Linked DNA regions of Mus musculus: region 1 is linked to region 2. Evidence: chromatin contacts called from public HiChIP or PLAC-seq data. All regions are on one chromosome and are shown on one strand. The core of a region is the stretch at or near the end of the contact, and the rest is flanking DNA. Distances in the headings are between cores, read along the strand shown. Region 1 holds the start of Cacna1c (calcium channel, voltage-dependent, L type, alpha 1C subunit). Region 2 overlaps Cacna1c (calcium channel, voltage-dependent, L type, alpha 1C subunit).

Region 1 (3,878 bases), core at 557-3,056, 200 kb after region 2:
CAGCTGCTTCCAGATGAAAGAAGACCAGCTGTAAAGCCAGCTCCCCGGCAGCCTTAATCTGCAAAGGCAATAGCCCTTTCCCCAAATGGTGACAAAAGGGTAAAAGGAAGAAGGGGCTGGGTACCAGTATCAGGCCTGGAGATTACTTCCACAAGGCAAGGCTCTGGAGAGTCACTAAGAAGTACCCTGGCAAGGCAAGGAAAGACACAATGTGGAAGAGCAACGGTAGCTGCTGAAGGCGAAAGAGAAAGGGAACAGTCAAGCAACGGGGCAGAGAGCCCGTAGAAAGGGCATCTTGGGACTGCAAGACACTTCAGCTTGATCACCTTAACCACTAAGCAATGTCAAAAATAATAACTTGTCGATGGGGACTGGGGAGGAGAGGGAGAAAGTTTCCAAGAAGTGGGGAGCTACCCGAAAGCCATTCACCATTAGAGGGGAGCTGATGACACTTGATGCCCAGGATGGAGATGCTTAGAGAACACTAAGTATGGAGCCTCAGAGCTAGTCACACCCTTTCATGATTCCCTGAAAACATGGAAAAGCAAAGCCCACACATCACTGAGGCTTCTAACCGCTTTCCATCCTCAGGTGCGAGTCCACACTGGGGTGCTAACAGTAACACACCCGGCACCCGGCGTGGGCTCGCTCGGGGTCAATGGCAGTGGAGAGGTGGGCGGTGTTGAGAAGCCGAAGAGCCTGAGAGCCTGGAGAGAGGAGGCGCGCTGAGACGCACAGCTGCAGCCCCCGCCCCCACCCCCACCCGCGACCCGGAGCGCACTGCCCGAGGAAGTGGCGTCGGGAAGAGTGGACGTGGGGCAGCCTGGGGGGCCACCGGCGCGGGGCTGGTCTCCGTAGGGGTGCGCGCGAGAGCGCGCGTTCCCTGCCGCGCCCCAGCAAAGCAAGGGACCCCGAAGCAGCGGCTCCTCGGCTCGCCGTGGCCAGACTGGCCGGCCGGCTTTCGAGGCAAAGGCGAGAAATGCAGGCAGCGCCGACACTTGGGGAACTTTCCCCCTCGCTCGGGATTTCATGGGAACCACATGCTCCGAAGAAGCCCGGCCGCGGAGGGGGAGGGGCGGGAATTTTCCGCTCCGGCTCGCACGGCGGCTCGGCCGGCTCCCGCGGGCTCCCGCGCGCGGGGTTGGCGCCCCTCGCGAGGCACGCGGCGAGGGCCGCTCCACCGGGACCCGCCGTGGGCAGCGCGGGCGAGCCCGGCGAGGCGCTGGGGTCCCGCTTACCTTGGTGGTTTTCCTCTGGAACGTACATCCTCGTGTTTTCATTGACCATTGGCCAAAAACTGCTTGGAAAGGAGAAGCCACAAAGAGGAAGAAATGCAGCAACAGCCGCGAGCGGCTCGGGATGGATCCCTCCTCCGAGGCCGGCGGCTCTCGCGCAAATCCAGGAACCCGTGGATCCGCAGTGGTTCTTGCTCCCTTCGGGTGATTACCTGATCCCCATTATTGCACCAAACACCAAAAACTGCTGCTTTCCACTACCGCCTCCTTTCGTGAGATTGTAATGCATCCTCAGTACATCCGGGCCCCTTCCAAGAATTTAGCACCGCACCTCTGGCGGCTACACCATTTGAAAATAAAAATGATAAGAATAATAAATGGAGAGGCAGAGCGAGAAGAGGCGCAAAGGCGAGGCGAGGGAAAGCGGCGGGCCCGCGGCGCCGGGTGGACCCCGAGCCGCCAGGGGGCCCGAGGCGTCTCCGGCCCGCCCAGGGCGATCGCCGCGAGGCCCCGACCCGCGATCTTCGGCGACGGCAGCCGCGAACACCTGAGGGCGAGCCCGCGGGAAGCGTCGCCGCCGCCGCCGCCACTGCCGCCGCCGCTCCGGGCCGCGCCGCGCCGAGCGCCGTTCTGGCAGGGAGCTGTTTCTGCAGAGGCAGCGAGAGGGAGACACCGGGCGCGAGAGCGCGGCGCGGCCTCCCTCCTCCCTCCAGCCCCGCCGCGCCCGCGCCCGCCCCTGCCCGCGCCCGCCCGCCCGCCCGCCCGCCCGGCGCGCCGGAGCAGACGAGCTGAACGCTTCCAGATGTGGCGGCGGCGCGCGGCGGGGACCGGAGCCCGAGTGGAGCGGCGCCGCCACGCGAGAACCCCCTGGCTTCGCGACGGCGGGGAACGAGCCCAGGAGCGGACACACCTCCGAGAGCCCGGCTGCAAGACCTCCACCCTCCCGAGGCCCCGCGGCCACCGCGCGTCCCTGGGGGGGTGGGGGGGGGCGCCACGCTAGCAAGGCCTGGGAGGGGAATCCCGGCAACACGAACTACAATGTGCCCAACTCCCGGCCCCTTTCACATCGACCGGACGAAACAGCAAAATGAGCCGTGATTCTGTTGATCGATTACAATCAGAGCGGTTGTAGAAGTGACACACACAGGCAAGGATGGGCAGATGGGCGGGGAGAGAGAGAGCCCAAGAGGCGGAGCCTTGTGGGCAAGGCAGCAGTGGTGCCCAGATGTCTGAGAACATTAACACAGCCAGGTTTGCTCTCTCCTTGGGGTCAGGCGAGCACGTGTTCTGCCAGTGTCTCCTTACCTACTTCTCTTAATTCTGCCACCCTGGCGGGGAGCTATGAAACACTTCTCCCTGACTCTCGCTGTCACAGTAATATGTATGGCACCTCCTGCACGCACGACCCTCTAGATGGGGCTGGTGAGCCCATTCTAGAAGGGCCTACCACTGGGAAACCAGATCTAAATATCAACCCTTAGAAGACTTCACGCCCTGTCTCCAGGTTCCCTAAAAGACCCTATCATCTACGTGGCTTTAAGCACGGCTAAGTGTCAGCTGCAAATCTCCAGTTTAGACCTTCCTTCTCACCCATAGGCCAGCCAACCTGCCCTCTCCACTTGAGAATCAAACCTTATATGTCCAGGCCTGCTTCTCACACAGCCTTCCCCCAACTCAGCTGAAGAACCCTGGAGACACCTTGACTTGATCTCCTCCACCGCTTCACATCAGTATATCTCGGAATTCACCTCAGACAGAACAAGGCAGTGTAACCTTCCCTGGCTTTCTCTGCTGCCACCTTCCATGGCTGAGCCAAAGTTCTACCTCTGGCGCTCTGCAGTAGCTGGTTCTCTATTTACCCTCCTCTCCTCGGGTTCGTTCGGTTGGAACAATCCACTTCAAAGGGTGCGTCTAACCCAGACCCTCCAGTGGCCTCTGTCATTTTAGTGACAGTGACAGTATCCTACAAGGACTGCAGGAACAGCTAGGGACGACGTCCATCACACACTTTCCAACTGCTGTTCCTCCTCGCTGTTCCTCCAGAAATGATCCCCTCGCCTGCACTCACACCCTGCACACACAAACCTCTTTCCCCTGTTCTTAGTCTTACCCTGAGTAAACACTGCGACCTGCCTACCCCCAGCAAAGACTCCTAGTACTGTTTTCTCACTGCGTTTCTTGGAGCAACATCTGGTAGGTAGTGGGTACCTAATACATTCATGCTGAGTGAGTGAATGAAGGAATGAAGGAATGTCCCCAGAAGTACCATTCGCTGCATCATCTCAAGATGCCTCCCTGGTCACTGCTTGAGACCCAAAACCTTACCAACTCCTCATTTTCCCTAAATTAAACTTAATGGTGATCTAATTGTTTGTTGCTGCTCTAAGGGGTGTGTCTTTGCCATCCTGGTCTGTGATTACTCAACTTGCAACCTCCAGTGTGAGAAAGAAAATTAGAAATTACACAGTCCCATTTGGGGAGCTTGTTGGATTGTATCTCAAGGGCAAGTGTGACTGATTGTATAAGCCAATAATAAAATTGGTCTGCAGTCCCATTGCACCCTGTGGCACAAGAAGAGTGATGGCTCATATTGTCACATAACTCTGTGCCAACCATGGAGCAATACTCTACAGGCGTTGCCTC
Region 2 (3,856 bases), core at 671-3,170:
AAGATCATCTGAAGGAACCAAGGGGAGCAAGTGAAGATCCTGGCAGGATCGGGGCCACTGCACAACGGCAGAAGAACCATCGCAACAGGCACTGACACGCAATTTTCCGTAACATCAGACAGAGGAATGGCAGTCAGTAAACACAATCTTGCTTCCTAAGGAGGTATCTCCAACAATTAGGTCCATTCCCAACAGGGGAGGGTTTGTGTGCACGTTAACACACTTGACCCAGTCACACTGAAGAATATGGCCTCCCTCTGCTCCTTCCAGAGCTGAGCTAAGCCATCTGACTCCCAGAGAGCCCTGTGATAGTTAGTACTGATCACTACAGTTTTTATCTGAAGTGTCCTCCAAATATGCATGTGTTGAGACTTAGCCCAGAAAACAAGGAGCTGTGGTAGTTTAAATAAGAATGCCCCCCCTCCCATAGGTTCCTATATTTGAATGCCTAGTCAACACAGAGTGGCACTATTTGAGAAGGATGGGGGGTGTGGCCTTGTGGGAGTAAGTATGGCCATGTTGGAGGGAATATGTCACTGTATGGTGGGCTTTGTGGTTTCAAAAGGTCATGCCAGGCACAGGTTCTCTTTCTCTGTGCATCAGGGTGTAGATCTCTACTACTGCCCCAGCACCTGCCTTCATGCTTGCTGTACTCGACACCACAATGATAATGGACTAATCCTTGAAACTATAAGCAAGCCCCAAATTAAATGCTTTCTTTTACAAGAGTGGTCTTGGGCATGGTGTCTCCTCACAGCAAGAGAGCAGTGACTAAGACAGGAGATAATGGAATCTTTAAGGTGGGAATTAATAAGAGGAGGGTTGGATCGGCGAGGACTTGCCTTTGGAGGGAGGGCTGGGATCTCTGTCTTTCCTCCTTTCTCTTTGTTTCGTAGTTCATAAGATGATTCCTTTTCTCTGCCACTGAAACCTTCAGGTGTACTGTTTTCCCAAGGGCCCAAGCAATGGCACTATGAACTAGTGGACCAGATCCTTCAAGCTCTGCACCTTGTCTCTTTATAAGCCATTTGCTTCAGATGTCCTAGTACAGTGACAGAAAACTACGAAGGTGTATATCACAACTTATTCGGCTTTTCTTAGAGCTCCCTGTCTTAAGAGTCACTACACTAAAGACAGAGGGCATGCGGATGGTTGCTCAGATCTAAGGGTGTGGCTTTCAAGTACCTTCCATCATGTTCCTGAAATAGCCTGGCACTGCATGGGACAGTTACCAGGGAGCCACGACTTCCCTTCTTACAGTATGGGAGGAGAGGAATATTCTAGAGATTCTGATGGTTTATATAATCTTAAAGAACTTTTACTGCCTGAATATTCTGCCTTTTCGTTTAGGAGGTGAACTATATGTAACTTAAAATTCACCATGTGAACCGTTTTTTAAGTTTGCAGCTTCGTGACATTAAACACCACTCACACTGTCACTTCTGAATGCCATTGTGAACTTAAAATTTACCTCCAGAAGCTATTTCTAGTTTTATCAGCCAAGTACTAGATGCCATGGTTTTCTTTCCATGCCCATTGGACATTCTCGATCTTGCCCATATGCACATTTGCATTCTTGGTTAAGTAAGCTTTTGGCAAGTCTGTAAAGTGCTCTGGGCCTGTGATTGGTTCCATGTGACCATGTGATGAACAGCCATGCATTGGCCACCCTTGTGGTAGGGGGGCATCTTGGAACCCCTCTTCTTAAGCTAGGATTGGTGACTACCTAGGCATACAGGTCAGCTCAGGTCCTGGAGCACGCTTTTTTTTTTTTTTTTTTTTTGAAGGTAAAGGTGATTGGTTCTTGCAGCCTCCCATTGGTCTGCTTGTCTTGGTGTTCGTGCAAACAGTTCATTGTAGGCTTGCAAGCCTAGAGAATACAGGGTAGCTTTAATTAATTCTAGTACATGCCTTGCAATGTTTACATTCCAAACTACCTTCAAGTCAGAAGTATGTGGCCCAGAACCACAGTCTGGGGCAATAAGATTCCACTGGCCACTGCTTCCAACATCTGGAAGTCATTAGCTGGAAGGGCCCAGGCTTGCTAGTTGGTGCAGTTAGCTACATCTCAGGACAGAGACAAGGTACTCTGAGCTCCCCTTGAACTGCCACACAAGCTGTCTCCTGGATGCCAAGCAGAGAAACCTGGAGACAACAATCATCATACTCAAAACCAGGATCTCTTTCTTAAGACTTTTGTATTTTGTCCCAGCCCTAACCCTGAGTTCTGCTGAAGAGGGAAGTTCTCTGTCACCTCCCACCTGTTGGACCCGATGGTACATCTCACAGCCCAGAACAGGCTCGTGCTGAAGGAAAAGCTCCTGTGACCAGAAAGACCTCAGATCTCACTCTGCCACTCTCCTACCTTTGGTCCGAGCTACCTATCACCACCACAGGCTTCCGGTTTCCTTCTCTATCATTTCCCTCTCCAAGCTCAGGAAGTCCAGGCTGGCAGAAAAAAAAAGACTTAACATTTGCTCCTTTGGAAGGCAAATTTCCAGATGATTCAACAATGCTGAAGGGTTTACAGCATCTCTAAACAAATCAAAATTTATGAAAATACCGGTGTTTGTCAATGGAATTTCCCTCCTACTCATTAAAAGGCCAGTTGCATTTGTTGATAATGTCTAAAGAATTCTGCATTCTCACAGAGAGGGTGGGAATAGGATGCCACCCTGCTTTTCGGTTAAGGAAACTGAGGAAAGAGAGGGCAGGTACTCTCATTAAGCAGACCTGGGTTGATGCCTGTTTCTTAATCTATAAAATGATGCTACTCCTTCTCTGGTAGGTCGCCATCCCCATGGGACCTCTGTATACCAGATGCTCCGCACACAGCAGCCAGACAGTGAGGCAAGTTGCTCTGAGAACCAAGCAGCAAGTGTTGAGTGCAGACCTTATGGACTCCTAGGTCACCACATCCCCGAATCACAGATGTGTTGGGGTTCCCAGAATGGCTCCTGGTGAAACTCTAGAGAGACAGGAAACCCCAGAAGCTCACGAGGTTGCTCAGCTGTCTATGAGTCTCGGTTGCTCTTTATGTGCTTTTGCTATGCTTCTCACTCCCCTTGCCCCCCAGGACTCCAGCCTTAGTAGCCACAGGCCCATGCTATGCTTCCCCAAGGCATCCTTAGAGTCCATATACAAATATAGACAGAGCCTGACTCTTTTGCCTGGCTTACTTCATTTACTCGCTGTCTTCCAGGTTTGCCTATGTTGTCACAGATAGCAGTATTTGCTTCTTTAAAGCTGAACAACAAATATTCTGGTTATATATAAGAGTCATATTCTCTTCCTCCATTCATCTCTTAAGAGGCTCTGTGTTATCTCCACAGCAGCCTAGGGGTAGCTATTGTGGCTATTTCTGCAATGAACATGGGAGCATTGTCATCTCTTGGTGACAGTCTTGATGTCCTTTGGACATGTACCCAGATACAGGATTTTTGAGTCATGTGGCGCTTCAATTTTTAATTTCCAAATGCATTCTTGTAGTATTTTCTTGAATGGCTATGCAAATTTACATTTCCAACACTATGCATGGATTCTATATTTGCCACACCCCCAACAACATTTGTTATAGCCTCTTGGGGCTTGTTTTGGTGTTTATTTTTTGTGAATTTTTCGTTATTGTTGTTTCTTATTGTTTTTGGAAACAGACGCCCTTACAAGCATGTAATGGCAGCACTAGGTGGTCGAGATTTCTCTGTCCGCAGTGATTAGGGATGGAATTCACCTATTGCTCTTCCTGTTGGCTGGATGTGTGCTTAGCATAAACTGGCATTCAGGCCCCATCTTAGTGTCTTTTCCTATCTCTTTGTTAAAATACTGAAAAAAAAAAATCAACTCAAGGAAGAAAAGG

What was found. HiChIP or PLAC-seq counts read pairs in DNA pulled down with a chosen protein or histone mark.
Region 1: an H3K27ac HiChIP or PLAC-seq map of the NIH/3T3 cell line shows a contact between it and region 2, with 6 times the contacts expected there. The contact joins the promoter of Cacna1c here to the enhancer-like site in region 2. A contact is called at or near these places in 1 of 15 datasets of contacts at CTCF or cohesin (the NIH/3T3 cell line), 11 of 484 Hi-C or Micro-C datasets (the HPC-7 cell line, the Patski cell line, cochlea and 7 more), 14 of 115 datasets of contacts at active chromatin or transcription factors (the NIH/3T3 cell line, the SCID.adh cell line, craniofacial prominence and 10 more) and 2 of 9 other capture datasets (adipose tissue and pancreatic islet).

Annotation. Positions count from the first base shown.
Region 1 is chr6:119,106,689-119,110,566 of GRCm38.p6, forward strand. It overlaps Cacna1c (calcium channel, voltage-dependent, L type, alpha 1C subunit), which reads right to left and starts at 1,807. Exons shown (of 47, transcript NM_001159534.2): 1 at 1,239-1,807. The coding sequence starts at 1,287.
Region 2 is chr6:118,905,896-118,909,751 of GRCm38.p6, forward strand. All of the region lies in intron 3 of Cacna1c (calcium channel, voltage-dependent, L type, alpha 1C subunit), which reads right to left. Among named protein-coding and RNA genes, the nearest start is that of 4931430N09Rik, 28 kb to the left of the region's middle. Within about 2 kb of position 1,921, at least 31 of the 459 cell types and tissues checked have an H3K27ac peak or open chromatin away from gene starts, as enhancers often do. A contact at or near this core is called in the NIH/3T3 cell line, craniofacial prominence, embryonic fibroblasts and 1 more, where this site is marked.